Linked DNA regions of Mus musculus: region 2 is linked to region 1. A link is a contact called in public HiChIP or PLAC-seq data. All regions are on one chromosome and are shown on one strand. Each heading gives the region's core, a stretch centred on a gene start, on an enhancer-like site or on the middle of the called end of the contact. The rest is flanking DNA. Distances are from core to core; before and after follow the strand shown. Region 1 has its middle 78 kb from the start of Chd6. Region 2 has its middle 49 kb from the start of Gm35374.

Evidence for each region. HiChIP or PLAC-seq counts read pairs in DNA pulled down with a chosen protein or histone mark.
Region 2: a contact with region 1 is called in an H3K27ac HiChIP or PLAC-seq map of epiblast stem cells, with 4 times the contacts expected there. The contact joins two enhancer-like sites. A contact is called at or near these places in 2 of 484 Hi-C or Micro-C datasets (embryonic stem cells and stem cell-derived epiblast-like cells) and 2 of 115 datasets of contacts at active chromatin or transcription factors (embryonic stem cells and epiblast stem cells).

What each region holds. Positions count from the first base shown.
Region 1 is chr2:161,185,730-161,189,143 of GRCm38.p6, forward strand. No RefSeq gene overlaps it. Among named protein-coding and RNA genes, the nearest start is that of Chd6, 78 kb to the left of the region's middle. Within about 2 kb of position 2,017, at least 12 of the 459 cell types and tissues checked have an H3K27ac peak or open chromatin away from gene starts, as enhancers often do. A contact at or near this core is called in epiblast stem cells and stem cell-derived epiblast-like cells, where this site is marked.
Region 2 is chr2:161,340,240-161,343,942 of GRCm38.p6, forward strand. No RefSeq gene overlaps it. Among named protein-coding and RNA genes, the nearest start is that of Gm35374, 49 kb to the right of the region's middle. Within about 2 kb of position 1,367, at least 113 of the 459 cell types and tissues checked have an H3K27ac peak or open chromatin away from gene starts, as enhancers often do. A contact at or near this core is called in epiblast stem cells and stem cell-derived epiblast-like cells, where this site is marked.

The DNA of each region.
Region 1 (3,414 bases), core at 767-3,266:
AATGCTAGATTTTGTCTCCACCTGCAGTAGTTGAGTAAGGAGGTTGACCAGTTGTCCATTTCTCCTCTTTGCCGTACTTTAGAGTCCCCTACCTAACTTCTGTCCATCCTTCCTTCCCTTGTCTTCTGGTCTCTATTGACCACCATTCTCCTCCATTCTTCCATGTACCAATATTGTAGTGGCATATGTGAGCAAGAACTAGGAAAATTAGCTTTTACAGGCTCAAAATATGGTTTTTCAGGATATAGTAAACTCACTACTGTGTGCACAACTGTATTTTTCAACAGTAGCATTTCCTTTCTCAGGTCTGGGTTAAGTATAAGAAGAAGGAATTTGGGCTGGAGAGATGGCTTATCAGTTAAGAGCACTGACTGGTCTTCTGAAGGTCCTGAGTTCAAATCCCAGCTACCACATGGTGGCTCACAACCATCTTGTAATGAGACCTGACACCCTTTTCTGGGGTGTCTGAAGACAGCTACAGTATACTTAGATATAATAATAAATAAATCTTTTAAAAAGGAGGAGGAGGAGAAGAAGAAGGAATTCTCTGAGATCATGGAACCAATTTCCATCACATACTCTCTGCCATGATATTCTGCCTCACTGCGGTTGAGAAATGAGGTCTGAGTGACTTTGTAACTTTGAGCCAAAGTTTGTTGTTGTTGTTGTTTTTTCAGGTTTCTTTTGTTGTAGTTATGACTGACACAGCAGGGCAAAGACTTCAATTGTCTTGCTTACTGCAATACCTGTGATATCTAACACAGAGCTTGGAATAGAGTAGGGTTCCTGGAAACTTTTGAAAGAATGGTGAGCTGTAATCTTGGATGAGACATTCGATTATCTGGTAACTATGGCTTATTAAGCTTTTAGCACATGCCAGATGCACATGCTTGGTTGATGTATTTAGGTGTATGAGAACATGTCTTATGTGGGACAGGGGATTTGCATTTTTGAAAGCTTTCCTCATGACTCTGATGGCTGCGATGAACAGAGTCTACCTTGTGGGGCTCCAGCTTTCATACTTAGGAGCATGGGTGTTGGATGAGATGAACCTGGGTTTTGACTGTTGACAGGGTCAGTCACTTATTGCTGGATGACTGTAATGGGCTAACTAAGCAGTCTGTGTCTCAGGTTTTGTTATTTCCAAATAGAAGAAAATAATAAGGTCTACCTGGCAGGGTTGTTGTGAGGATTAAATGAGATAATTTATGTAAAGCTCTTAGCTTTGCATAAATGTGCTCTCAATAAGTGGTGGCTATTGTTATTATCATACCCAGAGCACACATCTTGCAAACAGTATGGGTACAGTGTCCTATTACCATGGATAATTTATGCAAAATTCAGGGAACCAGGATTCAGCAAAAGTTGGTAAAGGAAACTAAGTACCCTTTTCTTTTTACAGCTTCTTCTTCATCTTTTCTTCTTCCTCATCCTTCTCTTTTTCCTCAGATTTTTAGATGAAATACATACATATGTATGTATGTATGTATATATTTAGTATATGTGTGTGTGTGTATTGTGCATGCATGTGTTTTTACTATAGCATATGACACATATGTGTGTGGAAGTCAGAGGAGAACTTGTAGGAGTCTGGTTCCCAGCTTCAACCAAGTGGAGTCCAGGGATCAAACTCCCATTGTCAGACTTGGTGACAGGTGCCTTTACCTGCTGATTTGGTGACAGGTGCCTTTACCTGATGAACTGTTTTGCACGTCTTCCTTCTGGGTTTTTTGAGATAGGGTTTCATGTGTTCATGGCCTTGAATTTGCTGTGTTAGCTGTAAATGATCTCAAATTGCTAGTCTTTTTACCTCTACCTCCCACATGCTGGGATTAGAGGTGTGTGCAGTTAGGTCCAAAGGGAACTCTGATCCCCCAGACTCCAAAGGCAGTCCTGGATTGTAGGAGGACTTCTGGTGGATAGATAAAAGCCAGCATTCCTCAGGAACTTGTGAAGCCAATCCCCTTCTGTGGGAAGGAGGCAGTTTCCCTTATCAGTGGCGGAAGGATTAAATGGCTACCTGTGGTGTCTATTAGCATACCAAAGCCCATGTTGGCCTCCAGGCTCTACAACTACAGGTTACTTACACATTTCAAAGAACTAGTATCCTAGCTCTTCTTACCTCCTCCCCTCCCCTAGACTGTAATTCTCCTTCTAACCCTGCTATTTTTGATATGTTCATTCTCTCTTTGTCTCTCCCTCCCCCATCCCCTACTCTCTCCCTGTCTTTATGTTCCTTTCCCTCTCCCTCACTCTCCCCCCTCTGCGTCTCTCAAGTCCAGTCTGCTGGCCATGTTTAGCCTACTTATGTCTTCCTTTCTTTGATCTGGACTCTCCCAGATGCCTCAGGATGTTCTCCCTCTTATATCTACAATAAAAACTTTCTCTTAACCATGCCATAGAGTGGTCATGTTGTCAGTTCCCACATCTACCATTGCAGCTGATCTGAGCAACTTCTAGCCTTGAGAACAAGTGACCTGTGCACAAAAATGTTGAATAAGGGTCTCTAAGTACATGCTCCTATATCTCTCAGCTTCTTCTTTCCCCCTCTTCCTTTCCAGCTGCCCTGAGTCTGTCTGAGTTATACACACCCAATGACTCCATTTTCTCACTCTTCTCTGTTAGCATCAGGTGCATCCCTGGACAGCTAGAAGAGTCTTTACAGCCAGCTCTTGGACCCAGTTGACAAGATATGACATCTCTAGTCCACAGTGCAGCTCCTGCGTCTCTTGCCATGGCACCCGCTGCACCGTTCCTTTGCACATGTGAACACCAGGGCCCAGATAAAAGACTCGTTCCCCACCTCCCCCGGCAGTTCCTTCCTCCTCCTTCTCCTCCTCCTCTTCCTCTTTCTCCTCCTTTTTGTCCTCTTCATTCCCAACCCCCTTCACAGAGGCTGCCTCTGCCAATAAAACCTCTCACATGAGACCTGCAGCTTGGTGTGATTTGTCTGGGACTGTGCAGCATATTCTAACATTGGTGCAGAGACTCACTGGAGGCCTCTGCCCTGACGGGTTTGCAGCTCTTTTGCTGCACAGGCTGTGGAACCTGCCTCCATGTGGGTTAAGCTGCATAGGCTGAACCTCATCCCAGCAAGTCTGCCTGCTATACAGGCTCACTTCCAACCACAGGTTTGCTGAACACCATGCAAACATCAGTGGACTGGTAAACTTTCTGTCCTAGTCAGTGGACAGGATCCCAGGTCCCAGGAGAGGACTGGCTACCCTCTAGAGGTCTAAGGGACAGATATTTCCATGGTCTTGATGATCGGCCTTCTAGCTGACTCCTCATTTTAGGACCTCTACCCTTGGGTGAACCCTCTCTCTCTTGCTGTCCAGGAAGCATTTTTCCCCCTCTTGATTTCTTTCTTGCACGACAATGCTGGTAAACCATTTTCCCTTGGGCCCTGGGCAC
Region 2 (3,703 bases), core at 117-2,616, 150 kb after region 1:
GCTCCTCTAGAGGCAGGTGAAGCGTGGGTCACAGTTTCCTTGCCCACAGGGCCTGGGCAGATGTTTCTCCATCTGTCAAGTAAGCACCCGCTTTCTGCCTGCTTCCTATGTAGAAGTGTTGGGGAACAAGAGAAAACTCACTTGAGATGGGTCGGGCGAGCTGAGCTGCACCCCAATCAGATGAACTATAGTGATGCTTTGATCCCCACCCTGGAGGGGGAATCCTGAGCGACAGATTACAAATCGGGGAATTTGCATAAACATATTTTTGAACCATGTGCTATGTTTCTGATGCAGTGGAAGACTCCGCCAATCTGAAATCCTCACGGTGGCATCAAGGCATATGGTGACACAGATTTTTACACATGAAGTAACCAAACCCGTGCATGGTGACCAGTCAGTTCCCAACGGACCAGGTGTGAAATGTCTACTGAGACACAGGACTGTCAGTGCTAAACCCCAGAAAGTTTCAGGCAAATCACAATGAACTGGTAACTTCAAACTTGAGTCTAAGAAGCATAGCAACTTTCCTGAATACATGGCCGGTACGCGGCAGAGTTTGGGAGTGGCATGGGTCTGTTCTACCATCCTTAAATTCTGCCCTCTATTCCCTCTCTCCCTAAACTGATTGGATCGATAGGCATACACGGGTGAGAGCTCTGCATATGGGATAGTGCACTGGTCACCATGCTAGGACTGGAGAGGGAACAGGACTTTGCTGGGGAAGTCTGTCCTGTGCTGGGAGGCCTGAGAGTTTAATCTTCAATGTCTCTCTCGATGGTTCCCTTAAGAATAGACCAAAGCATATGAGTATAAAGCCCAGCTTTAGGAGCCACATGGCATGCTGGCTAGCCCTTTTATATGGATTGCTTTGTCTGGTTCAGAGGCCCTTAAACTCAAAGACTAGAAGTGGCCTATTAAAAAGGTATAGAGGTGGGAACTGGGGCCTGCCAACAAATATCCCAATTCTATGCACCGTTGGACGGGCTCACCAGTTGCATGTGGGTGACCTAAATCCTTTCTCTCAGCTCCTCCTGAACTGGGGCAATTGCCCCCTTCCCTGTAAAGTGTCCCTTGGCGACATTCTATCAGCTCTGGAATCAACTCAGGCTCTCTTGCTTGGCTGGCAAGGCTCTCTGAGGGCTGGCCCCAGCATCTCTTACAGCTTCATCTCCTGCCACACTTAGCGTCTTGAGTGGATTCCAGAAGCCCTGGCTCAGTATGATGCTCTGGCCTCCTGCCTTCACTGCCGCTAGTATGACTCCGGTCCTCCTGTATCTCTTCCACTTGCTTCTTCCTGTTGTTTGGCTCACTTGTTGCCTTGGCCAGTCCACTTTAGGCTCCACCCTCAGTCCTATTTGCATAAGCTTTCAGGGTTGGCCTTCCCCACATTCAACCGTGTGGGCAGGGACCAGCTCTGTCTGCTCTCAGCAGGACCAGTGGGTTCTTGTTGAAGCAGTCAGGTCCTGGATAGAGGCAGGAGGTGCTGTTTGTTTGATGTTGGTTCTGCCAGCTCCACAAGCTGTCTGCGGCGGGCGGGCCGGCGGGCGGTGATTACACTCTGCACAATAGGCCCCGGAACAAGGAACTCAGCAATGTTGCAATCATCAGTTTCAATTGCCATGGTGAGAAGGGATTAGGGAATAGCAAACTGACAACCTGGCTTAGTCTAAGGGCTAAATTAGGAACAAGATTGGCATGCTGGTGGGAAAAAAAAAGAGCGAGTGTAAGAGACGGCGTGCGTTAGAGGGAAACTTGGGGATTTGCGCGTGGTACCTCTGAAAAATTAACCTCAGAATATGTTAGGCTTAGAGGTTAAGAGTAGCTCTTGCCAGGGCCGTCATGTGGCAGGATTGAGCACTTTGTCAGCTCTCAAGTCTGTTTTTAAGGACTGCCATGTGCCCCGAAGTGGCATTTGGCCCAACGACAGCCCGTATTTGCAATTGTGGTCCTGTAAGGGGATAATAGAGTCGAACGATTCCCATGACCTCATGACAGTGTGGCTGGTGTAACATCCTAAACAACACAGGACACACAAGCTCATGGCGACACCAGTATAAATAGGTCTACTGCACCGCTAGTCATGTAAGTGCGGTGTGTGAGCAGCACCTGATCATGATAATAACGACAGGGTTGCTCAATTACACTTGTGTATCATGCTGTCTATCATATTCGCCTTTGTTGTCCGGTAAAATATTAGGGTCCCCCAGAAGACAAGAACTGAGAGGGTGAAAACGGTGCATTTAAAAAGGATTTATTAAACCAGCTATGTTTCATGGTGGAAAGGGTCCAACAACAGGTGTCTCACACTGAGAGGGCTTAGAAGCCAGTAGTTGCTCAGGCCATGAGGCCAGATGCCTCAGTAGATCCGATCCTGCAATAAAAGCTAGGAGGTTTCCTGGAGAGCCACCTTGAAACACTGGTTCAGCCACCAGTCTGAACCATCATCAGGGTAAATTAATTCAGTGGGAAAGAGAGAAGGAAGGCTAAGCTGGGTGAGGGGAGGGGGTGAATAGCCTTCCTTCTGCCACCAGGAAGTGCTGCTTACATTTGGGGTGGGGCCTCCCATATCAGGAACCCAAGATAATAACCTCTAACAGACCCACCCACCCATGGGCCAACCTGATAGAGACAGCTCCTCAGTTGAGGTGCCCTGCTCTGATGATTTTTGGTTGTGGAGAACTGACATTTAAAACCAGCCATCACTGTGGTGTCCTAACCCAGCAGCAGCGCCCCCCCATCATGTGATTACCATTCGGCTGAAGTTTCAGTTCTCTTGTGCTGGGTTTAATCTATCTGTATTCTGTCCATCATAGTGCTCCAAGCATATAGGATACGGCAGATGAGCCAATATGGCCTTTGGTTCTTAGAAGTGCATTCTATGACTTTGCAGCGTAGTGTGTCACCCAATGTCATATTTCCCAGAGTGTGCTTCAGTGATCTCTGCTTTCCATGGTTGTTCCCTGTTTGCTCCACCTGGTACTTTGGATATTTCTCGACCACAGCTCCTCGCAGGGTCAGGAAGGTGGGCTTTGCTGCATCTGTTCTTCCTATTCTATCATTGATTGCTCCGGCTCTGTTTGCACACTAGGCCCTCTTCCAGGACAGGGACCGGGATCTTGTCTCTGGCCACAGATGCTGGGCTCTGTCCATGTGTTACTCGGCCTCTTGACCTCCACTCACCTGGTTCAGACATGTGGTTCTGGGGCGGTTGCCTTCTCCCATGGTTGCCCAGCTGTGGTGGGAAGAGAGTTAGAACTCTTGTAACTGCTGAGTGCAGGGCTCAGCCCCTGAGTGATCCTTCATCTCCACTGCCTCCCAGCCACCTTTACGCAGGCCAAACTCTCGCCATGGCTTCTTCTTTAATCAGGAAGTTGAGACACACCCACAACTATAAAAATGCCTTGGGTTTGGTTTTAAAAGGACCAGAACACCAAGTTTACAGAGATTGTCTTTGATTGTGCTGGACCAGAACTGGCCACCCAGAGGGAATGATATTCACAATGAATGCTGTTTGTGCATGTATGTGAGGCACACGGTATGACACCTATGTGTGCAGTATAGCGATAGGGTATGTATATGCATAAACATGTTTTGAATGTACATGCTATGCACATATATATGTCATATATGCTGGGTTTACATATATGTGTAAGGTATGCATACATAGCACACATGTACACTCCACATACATGCACATGAT